Linked DNA regions of Anas platyrhynchos: region 2 is linked to region 1. The links are chromatin contacts, called in public Hi-C maps. All regions are on one chromosome and are shown on one strand. The core of a region is the stretch at or near the end of the contact, and the rest is flanking DNA. Distances in the headings are between cores, read along the strand shown.

Region 1 (5,011 bases), core at 2,432-4,931:
TGAAGGAGAAGTAGGGCTGGGTCTGCTCCTGTGTAAGTGGAGTTAATGGAAGAGGAGAGAACTTGAGTGCAGCAAACTCCAGTAAAATCTGTGATGAAAGCAGCCTTAAATGGGTATGTTTGTTAGGTTCTGCATATGTTCACAAAATTAAAAAAAAAAAAAAAAAAAAAAAAAAAAAAAAAAAAGTCGGCACGTAGCCCAGCTCAGCACAACTTAATGGATGAGCTGCAAAATGCTGACGTGCCACCCCTGGAGCGGAGCAGGCAGCTAGGAGGTGATGTTGGCTGCTCCGCAGTGTGTTGGCTGGGCTGCTGGCGGTGAGCCCCGTGGAGCACCCCGTTCCTGTGGGCTCCAGCAGCACAAAATCTCCAAGAAAGCTAGGGCTGGGTCTGTTTGGGGATCTCTTCTTCCACACTGTCAAAGCAGTTTTGTTGTTTATGGCAGTCTGTTTGCTGTATAATCTGGTGTGCTCTTGGGCCTCTTCAAGCCAAGGACATCCATAATTCTCTGATAAAACCAGGAGGGCCACTACCTTGTGCATCTCGCCCAGGCAAGCGAACCAGGTCCAAGCAGTGTGTGGCCAAATGCCAGGTATGCTACATATGACAAAGAGCTTGTAAAGCAAATTTAATAGCCTTGCTGTTTACAAGCAGCATTTTTATATTTACTATTGAAGTCATGGAATGTTTCTGTCAACTGTGGCACTATAATAAGCTGTTTTAATTATTTTATATATGTCTTTATAAGTCATCCAAGTCTTATTTATATAAGATGTTCTTTAAAGGGACGCCATCACTGGTTAATGACATAAGCACAGTAATGCTTGCTTGCTTTTAATTGAGATCAGTTCTCATGATTATTAACAAAAATGGTTACAGTTACGCCATGTTCGGGTTGGTTTTAGCTCTGGCATGGAAATGCACGTTATGCTGCGCTGCTGGGATGCCAGGGAGCCATGGCAGTCACAGACAGACCCTCCAGAGGGACTCTGGAGCAACAGCCGGGCCCCGTGCAGAGCTCTGGGGTGACCAGTCCTTCCCTCTGTCCTGGCTGCTGAGGGTTGGAGTCGAGGTGTTCGGCCAAAAAAAAAAAACCCACGGCAGCAGTGCTGTTACTTGCAAAGCACAAATAGGCACCGTCAGGTCTCACCCCCCTAGCACTGCCAGTCTGTCTTTGATTCAGCAAAGGCCGAACTCTTCTCTCTGTTCGTGGCTGTGAGCTGGGTTCAGCTCAGTCTGGTTCACGCAGAGTGCCGTGGCTGGCAGGCACAAGCAGTTGCAGGAGGCAGCCCAAGTTCCCCAACACCGCTGGTGCTGCAGGCACTCGGCGCATCCTCTGCTGTGTGTTATTGGAGGCTGTCTGATGGCGCTCATCTCCCTGCCTGCTGCCAGGTCCCTTCCTTCTGGCGATCAGCACTGCAGCTTCCTTGTGGTTCTTCTCTCTGCCCCTTCACTGCTTCTCACCTTGGGACTTGCTCCAGTCCGTAAATGAGCTACAAGCCCCCGTGGCCCAGCTCCTGTGTGTGCTGTGTCTGTGGCCCTCAGTTCTCCACTGGCACCAGGCCAGCAATGCGGGTGCACAAACTCACCAAAAGGTGCACTGGAGACTCGGGTTTGGGTTTATTCTTCATTACTGGCATCTGCTTAAGTCTCACTCTTTCTTTGCTAAATCAATAGAAGTTTGCTGGCCTGCTCCAAAGCAGTATCAGGTGCTGCTCTATGTAGATGTTTTGGTGCCAGTGAGGGCTTTGCAAGCACTGAGCAGCCAAAGCTGCTAACCCACCCTGCTGAGCCTCACCCTGCGTGTGGTGCCTGCCCTCCGCGGTGCTGTGCCGCCTCTCCAGCTTCCAGCTCTGCAGCTGGACGCCCTGGTGGCTCCCCTTTTGTTTTGCTCCCGAGATAAAATAACACTCTCTTTCATGAAGGACTCCTTGAACTCAAAGGAGTGGGTAGATGCGAAGCAGCCAAATCCATGAGTCAGGCTTTTCTGCTTTCAGCACTGATAGGAAGTGCTTGGACTTGAGCTGTGACCCACAGAGGTGGGCTGCCGCCACCCAAAGGTGCTCAGGGCCGGCAGCTGGGCAGCAGGGTGGACAGGGCAGGAGGAGGACTTGTCACCTGGGTCTGCTGCTGAGAGCTGCCGGAGAAAATGCTAACGTTTCGCTCCTGACAGCTTTGTGCCTGCGGCCAAATTTCAGCAGTGGTGAAGCTTTCGATGCCAAGAATTTTGGCATTGGTTTTGGAGTATTGGAGTAATTCAAAGTATGTGGAGACTGAGGGAGGAAAGAACCCAGGTGAATTTAAAAATGCTTTTCAGTGAAATTTTTGCAATGTTTGCTGTTGTTTGCTTTATCTCCTTTGACTTCTGTCCTGCTGTAGAGCCATATTATCTAGAGGAATTAAAGTCTGATGGTTAAATTCCACATTAAAATAAATAAACACATTAGAATCTTTTAGAACTAAATCACAGCACTGTTACAGTAAGCCCTGAAAGGACAATCCAAAAATTACTCATTTAGCAATATTTTAGAAATTATTTTAGGTGCCTGCCTTTAATATCCTTTGACATGTACTTCTTAAGTGATTTATCCATGCATTTATAGATGTCTTTTTTTTTTTTTGCTTGGAATACAGCAGAAGTAGGTCTTTGATATTTAGATCCGCATAATTGTTCTTGGAATTTTTCTCTGGATGAAGCTTTTGGCACTGACAATGCTTTATGTGAAACAACCCTGTATCTGGATCTCATTCATCACAGATCTTGAAAAGAAATGTCTTGGCTTTCAGATAGGGACATGGAACTCTTCAAATGACGAATTTAAACTATAAATGTGTATGTACATTTGAATATACATTCCTTAAACATGCAGAGCTTATGTAAGGCTCAGATCTGTATACATTCCATTATTCTTAAGTGCAAATTTTAATGCGTTATAGGCAATTGAAAATGCACCTTTATATTACGCTGCATATGAATAGGGCAACGTTTGCCAAATAAATATATTTCCTCGAATTCTGTTCTGGTTAGACATCATGAATAGAAACCGGAGATACTGCTGTATATTCAGGTTGTTGTCAGCTTGCCTCTGCTGCTTCTCCTTGCAGTGTTTTGCACTGGGGCATTCAGCAGCTGACCTGTAGGGAGCATTGAGCAGACCCAGTCTGGAGCTGGGATCCTGGTGTTTGGGGTAAGGGTTGTGCAAGTGTAAAGCGCACAGACAGCCCCTGTGCCTGCTCACAAACTACCACAGTGCACGGGGGGAAAAAAAAAAAAAGCTGGTGTGTGTGTTGCAGAAGGGAGGGGTGGAGCAAAGTGAGAAATAAGTTTTCTCTGTCTGTGATCTCGATGCCTCCAGTTCGGGAAAGGTGTTTACGAGCTGAGATTTGTCCCACTGCTCTCCACGTAACTGCTTCTAGTGTGTAAAATTAAGCTCATACATCCATCACTTCAGGTTCAGGGCTTATCAGTGTAATGGGAGGGTGGTTCTTGGAGCCAACGCTTGCTTTAGATGGGCCACTGGAATGATAAATTGGAGCATTTGGTTGCATTAAAGCAACTTAGTTTCTGTTAGTAAAGCCTAGCAGTTCTGACGTGGAGCCTGTAGATTAACGCACGCCTTTGTCTCAGGTCTGACCTAAGGAACTAGCATTTAGGGACAAGAAATGAATTAAGTCTCGTCTCTGTACTGACTAAAAGCCTGGCTGCTGCCTAGCATACCATTCGTGGAGCCAGCAGTGGTCATGTCTTTGCTTGAGACCATCGTAAATTGCATTTATTAATGGCAGATTATGTAAATTTCAGCCAAGTCTTTATCAGCACTTAGGCCAGACACCAGATAAACAGTTGGCCTCAATTCTGGCCTCTAATAAAATTGTACATGAAACTTGAACCCAGTTTTGCTCTTTCAACACGTGCTTAAAAAACGAGCTGGCTCCTCGGCAGTGTAAGCTGGCAAAGCCTCCTGCAGCCAAAGCAGCTCTGCTGCTACGGATCAGAGCAGGATCCAGCCCTCTGCTCCTGGTGGGAGCACTCTGGCTCCTGCCCTGGCCCCGCTGGGCTTGCAGGGAGCGAAGGAGCACTGCCCAAATCCTCCCCTGTGCATGGGGCCGCCACGGAGCCAGAAGAGCTCCGCATTGCTGTTTTACATCTCCACAGCTTGGCTGTGCCTCATGTTGTACCCTTGAGGGCAGCTTCCCTTCGCATCTGTCCTGTGATTTCCCTCCATGCTGCCGGTTGCATGGAGACAAACCTCCTGCTGCCCCTCGATGGGGTGGCCGAGCCCCCGGGGACGGTGCTGTGGGCAGCGCGTGGCGTGACCACTGCGTGGGTGCCACGGCAGCACGGGCAGCGTTCCGCACTGCAGCCTTTATGCAGTTCTCCTAATTTTTTTTTCGAGGCTTTGAAATACTTTTTGACATCTGCTCTTCATTACACAACAATATAGCTGTCTTTTTAGGAAAAGAGACATTTTTCATTATCCATTTCAAAGTTAACAAACGCATTTTAAAATGCCCACAGTAACTGCAAGGGATTTGCTTTCAGGTGATTTGGTCGTGCAGTCAAGTCCAACTACAACATTGTTTTCTGTTCCATGTCTGCATTTTACCTTGGTCGCAACTAAAACCAGGTTTTTATCAGAGTTCCTGGGTTTGTTTTTTATTAAAGAAATACTTTGACTTAGCCTGGGTGGACGACATGAAACTCTGGCAGGAAATCTGAACTTTGCAGTACTGCGTGTACCGAGTTCATCAGCACAAGCGTTTTGTTTGTTCTTTATGTGGACAGCATGGATGTGTTGGGGATTTTTCCTTTCCAATTAAAGACATCATATGCTTTTTCTGTTCTTATTTTTTCCACTTGGGTGTAAAAAAAATAAAATGGTCTAAGCTTTGAGGGTTTTTTAACGGAAGTAATGTGTCAAAAATTTAAAGCAGAGGTACCTAGCACCAAGAAGCTGACCTCTCTTTGCCCTTTTGTGCCACAGCGCTGTAGGAGCACTTCTCTCTCTGAA
Region 2 (4,543 bases), core at 1,940-4,439, 180 kb after region 1:
AGCTGTTTTGTGTACTCTCTTTATGATACTAAATATGTCAGTGCTTCTTAAAGCTCAGTTAATTTTCAAAGCATAAAAATTCAAGTCACCAATTATTTTCAGCATGATTTTTCCAGTGAGATGCTTTTAAAGGCAGAGAATTCCTCGTAACACTGAGCACTGCACCCTTGTAAGTTTTAAGTCAGGATGCCTCAGGTACAAAGGCCTAAAGCACCCAGAATCTGTGGTTCCTCAAAAATATAAACCTGCTTCAAGCTTCTGAAAAACATGAAGCTGTCCTACCAGCTTCAAGTTCCTACCAAGGCCAGACTTCATTCGTGCCTCAGACCGGCATGTCTTGCTGCTCCTACTTCTAATGTGCTTGTGGCTGATGCTTCAAACGGAGCCTCAGCTATCCGTGAGCCAGTGGCAGCACCTAGGCTAGTGAGAAACCCACACATCAGAGAGAAGAGCATGTCGTTTTTGGACTTTGTCAGGGTCAAATCATTTGTGTTCTCCTGCCTTTACTGCTCTTTATTATAGAGCATAATAGAGAAGCACAAAGAAGGTTTATTTCTCTGTGAGTTGCAGGTGCTTCTAGATTCCCTTCACAATGCTCTCTCCTGGAGGTCTTGCCAGGCTCGTTATGTATCCACATCTTCATCTGAGGTTTTTGTTCCGTTCTTACTTGTGAAGGCTTTAGGATCCTTTGGGTGGAAGGGGATACACCAAAGAAGCAGTACATTAATGAATCCAAATATATTTGACTTTCTAGGCCCCATGTTTAAAGAACCTCACCTTGCTTTTTTTTTTTACAACATGGAAATTGCAGGTTTAAATACCGGCCTCCCCTACTTTCAGAAGAAGATCCTTTAAGATTAAGAAGATATATCTAGTGATGCCTTCTCTGATGTGTCTGAAGGGTGTTTGCATCGAGGGTTAAGTAAAAGTGATGGTGCTGCCCTTCAACTGAGCTATGTGAGATACCTGTCAATTGTGAGTCCTCTAATTCCATTACTCAGCAAGCTGCTGAAATTAATGTTGGTTCTCCAGCTGTTAGCAGGGGGAAATTTACATTTTTACTAGATTTCCGGCTTTCAGCAAATTAATGTGCAGCCAATCCAGATTCTTCAGAGAAGAATAGGAATAGGAAGCAGAACAATTAGCTAAGTTATAAAAAATTAACTTAAAAAAAAAAAAAAAAAAGGCAAGGCCAATTCTTTCTTTAAAAGTTTTATATCAGTCTAATTCCAGTGATGTGAAGTACTGGTGTAAATGAAAAGGCAAAAGATCTTGGTTCCCTTTCTAGCACTAACTTTAATATATTAAAAACAGTGTGTGTGTATATATAAATATGTTTTAAAATAGACATTTAAGTCTCCAGATCCATGTTTCTCCCATATGGTAGATTCTTACCTTACTGAGCCTTTTAATGCCAAGCTTAGCCTTTACTACTTAGGTCATTTCACGTTTAGGAGGTACATCAAGTGCCACCTTGTCCTTGTTTCCAATGTAGAGATGTCAGTGGAGCTGCCAGAACATAATAATTTGTCTGCTGTCACTCCTCTACCTGCAGCTTCTGCATTTCATCCCCACTTTTGTTGTTGTTGTTGCTTTTTTTTTTTTCCTCTCTGCTCCTTAAGGCATATATAATTCTTCACCTTCACAGACCATTTAGGTTTTGCCTCTCTTTGAAAAATCATTTCTGCAAGTTTCCCCTGCCTCAGCTGTACTCCACGAAAACAAAAAGAAACAAAAAAAGTAATAATTTCTTTATCTTCCCCAGGGATGCACACTACCTGAGGGGTGCTGGGCTTAACCCCATTTTAAACAAATGAAAATAGTATGGTGGGGATGTTGAGAATGGGTCAGGTAGTGTTGCAGAGAAGCACATCAAAAGGAGCAGAGGGCCCTGATACAGCAGCTGCTTTCATGGACAGCCTGAAAAGGCTTGGGATTCAAGTTCCTGAGAAAGCAGGTTTCTTTTTTACCCAACGGTCATCTGAGGTCTGAGTGACAACTGTAGTCTTGCCAAAGCACATTTAGCTGAACCAGTCCAGAAATCCTTAAAAGCATTTTGTCCTTACTCCCAGATCCGGGCAGGGTTACAGTGGAGGTTGCATTTCATCATCCCACATATGCTAGGATACTAGGATACAGAAATATCTTTGGTAAGCTACTTGTCTCTAACAACATTGTTATGAATAGGCAGTAATTTTCCTTAAAATCATAAGGCATTTTCAGCCCAAATTTTAATTATTTTTTTTTGCTTTTTGTGCATCAACAATGACATCTAGTGGTTTCTGATGCTCTTTGCAGTGCCTGGCATTTCTCTCTCTCTCTATCCCTCTCTCTCTCACTACTCACTAGCTTTTTTTTTTTTTTTTTTTTTTTTTTTTTTCCTGTATCTTCTGCAAAAGTTATTAGGTCTTTCCAGGGCTTTCCCAGCAATTTCCTATCTCTGTTCTTTTTAAGAGAAAGGAACAGAAAGCATCACATTTATCCTAAGTCAGTGATTTTAAAACCTCAAAATATGTGTTCCTGTAATAAGGGTTTGGTGTCTGTTCTTATTTTATTTTTTAGGTTTTAGGCAGCGATTATTTTATGTTTTGTTTGTTTGTTGTTTGTTTTGTTGTGTGTTTTTTGTGTGTATTTGTTGTTGCTTTTTGACACTTTCTGGGTATTTTGAACCTTTTTTTTTTGTGAGGAAGGCAATGCCAAAGTGGGCAGGGCTGCAGCTGAAAGGCTGTAGACCCTGAATTGAGAAATGGCACAAGTGTGAGGGGAGCTGGCCTTGTGTGTTCCCCTCAGTGCAGGACAAGCCTTCCCCAGGCTACTCACCACAGAACCCTTGTCCAGTATGGGGCTAGGGCAAGGAGTGAGCTGTCCCCAGGGCAGGAGCCAGTGGAGAGCATCACAAGAAGTTGGGACATGATGTGAGAGGCCTTATCCAGGTGCATGGGGGGAACTGGCCAAACATTGGTGGGCTGGAGAAAGGAAAGTGGGACGCAGGTCTCTGCACTGGGAGGGTTGGGCTGGGGAGCATGGTCGAGTGCTTAGGGAAAAGTGCTATAAATCTGTCTTCTGAAAGGTTAAAAAGGGATCTTAGACTAAAAGTTTTGAGAGAAACTATGCCAGTGTGCGCTGTCCTGCCCCAACAGGAGTGGGTATCGCTGCGGTGGGAGCCACACTGCCCCACCACCAGGTGTCGCAAAATCCCACCAAAACCTGCGGGAGCTCCTCACTGGGGCTTGGGGAGCCGTGCCCTGAGGAGCTTGGTGCTTCTGGAGCACTTCAAACCTTAGCCGTGCCTTTAACGCTGCTGTGAGGAGTGAAGGTGGTGTAAACTTAGTGTAAAGGACTCTGGCCTCCTCAAACTTGGAGGAACAGGGCTGTACAGGTCTAGTCAGAGCTGGCTGCTATCTCCAGAAGAAGGCTGTGGTCTGCTGCTTTCCATGCTGCAAGGCTTTACGTATAATTGCGTCATCCTTTTCCTTGGAAGGACATGTGTCAAGTACATTGCTGACCCTAAGCACATCATTTTTTTTCATTAATAAATGAAAATAGTAAGGGGGAAATGGAGGTATTTCTGAAGGAAACTTTCACTATAAACTTTAAAAGATGAAATCCGCTGATTCAAGATAACTGATGTGTCCTGCTTCCTTACATCTGTCACCTTGTGTTACGCACAAGATGTGACCTGTGAGCATGCGTCACCAAAACAAGCCAGATTATATCTAGTCACGTCAGAAATTTCAGGAGTTGCTCTGAGACGGGCAAACCCAGACATGCTACACAGCCTCAGTGACACACAGCTGGTTGCACAGACCTGATTCCCTCAGTGTTTATGTAATCTTTGCTTATTCAAATATTTGTGTTTGAAATGATACACGTTCAAAGCTATTCCAGATTTCATATCTAGAGTGTCCATTTCAGGAATAATATCTCAAACAGAATCCCCTTGGTACTGTTGTGTTTGCTAATGCCCTCTACCTTAGTCTTCCCAGTAGCATATTGACCTGGGAGAGGAGCTGGGCTCTCTTTGCTCCCAAATGTCACTATCCTACTGCGTGAACCTACCTTCTCAGTGCTTATCTTACAAAATGCTATTGTTGAGCCTGGGCTGGGTTGGAGTGGGTGAATGATGACAGTTCAAAGACTCCTTGGGTTCTTATTATTTTTATTTTTTCCTCTGGATCTTTCCATTCTCAGTTTGCCCAGCAGGGCAACAAATTTAGTTTTGCAAGCCACAATAAAGAGCTGCTTCCAGCATCCTGGAGTCTGCCCAAGGAACACCCATTCCTTGCTTTCTCTCCCTCTCCCCGCCTCCCCCCCCCCCCCCCCTTTTTTTTTTTTTTTTTTTTAAGAATTCAGAGGGTTCAGCAATGGTGGCAAACAAGATGAAAACCGGTAACTCAAGTGGATCGGTCCCACCCCATTTCAGGTTGGACTAATCAAGATCATTACATTACAATGCAGACAAAAAAAAAAAAAAAAAAAAAAAAAAAAAAAAAAAATTCTGGTTCATGTTTGCTTTCTGTTGCATCATTTGGGTTTGTCAAAA

What was found. A called contact is a pair of places that touch in the nucleus more often than the background predicts.
Region 2: a contact with region 1 is called in a Hi-C map of F1 follicle, with 4 times the contacts expected there. The contact joins two enhancer-like sites. A contact is called at or near these places in 5 of 8 Hi-C or Micro-C datasets (F1 follicle, F5 follicle, liver and 2 more).

What each region holds. Positions count from the first base shown.
Region 1 is chr13:19,043,615-19,048,625 of IASCAAS_PekinDuck_T2T, forward strand. No RefSeq gene overlaps it. Among named protein-coding and RNA genes, the nearest start is that of FBLN2, 39 kb to the right of the region's middle. Within about 2 kb of position 3,682, at least 2 of the 8 cell types and tissues checked have an H3K27ac peak or open chromatin away from gene starts, as enhancers often do. A contact at or near this core is called in subcutaneous adipose tissue, where this site is marked.
Region 2 is chr13:19,224,607-19,229,149 of IASCAAS_PekinDuck_T2T, forward strand. No RefSeq gene overlaps it. Among named protein-coding and RNA genes, the nearest start is that of FBLN2, 140 kb to the left of the region's middle. Within about 2 kb of position 3,190, at least 1 of the 8 cell types and tissues checked has an H3K27ac peak or open chromatin away from gene starts, as enhancers often do. A contact at or near this core is called in subcutaneous adipose tissue, where this site is marked.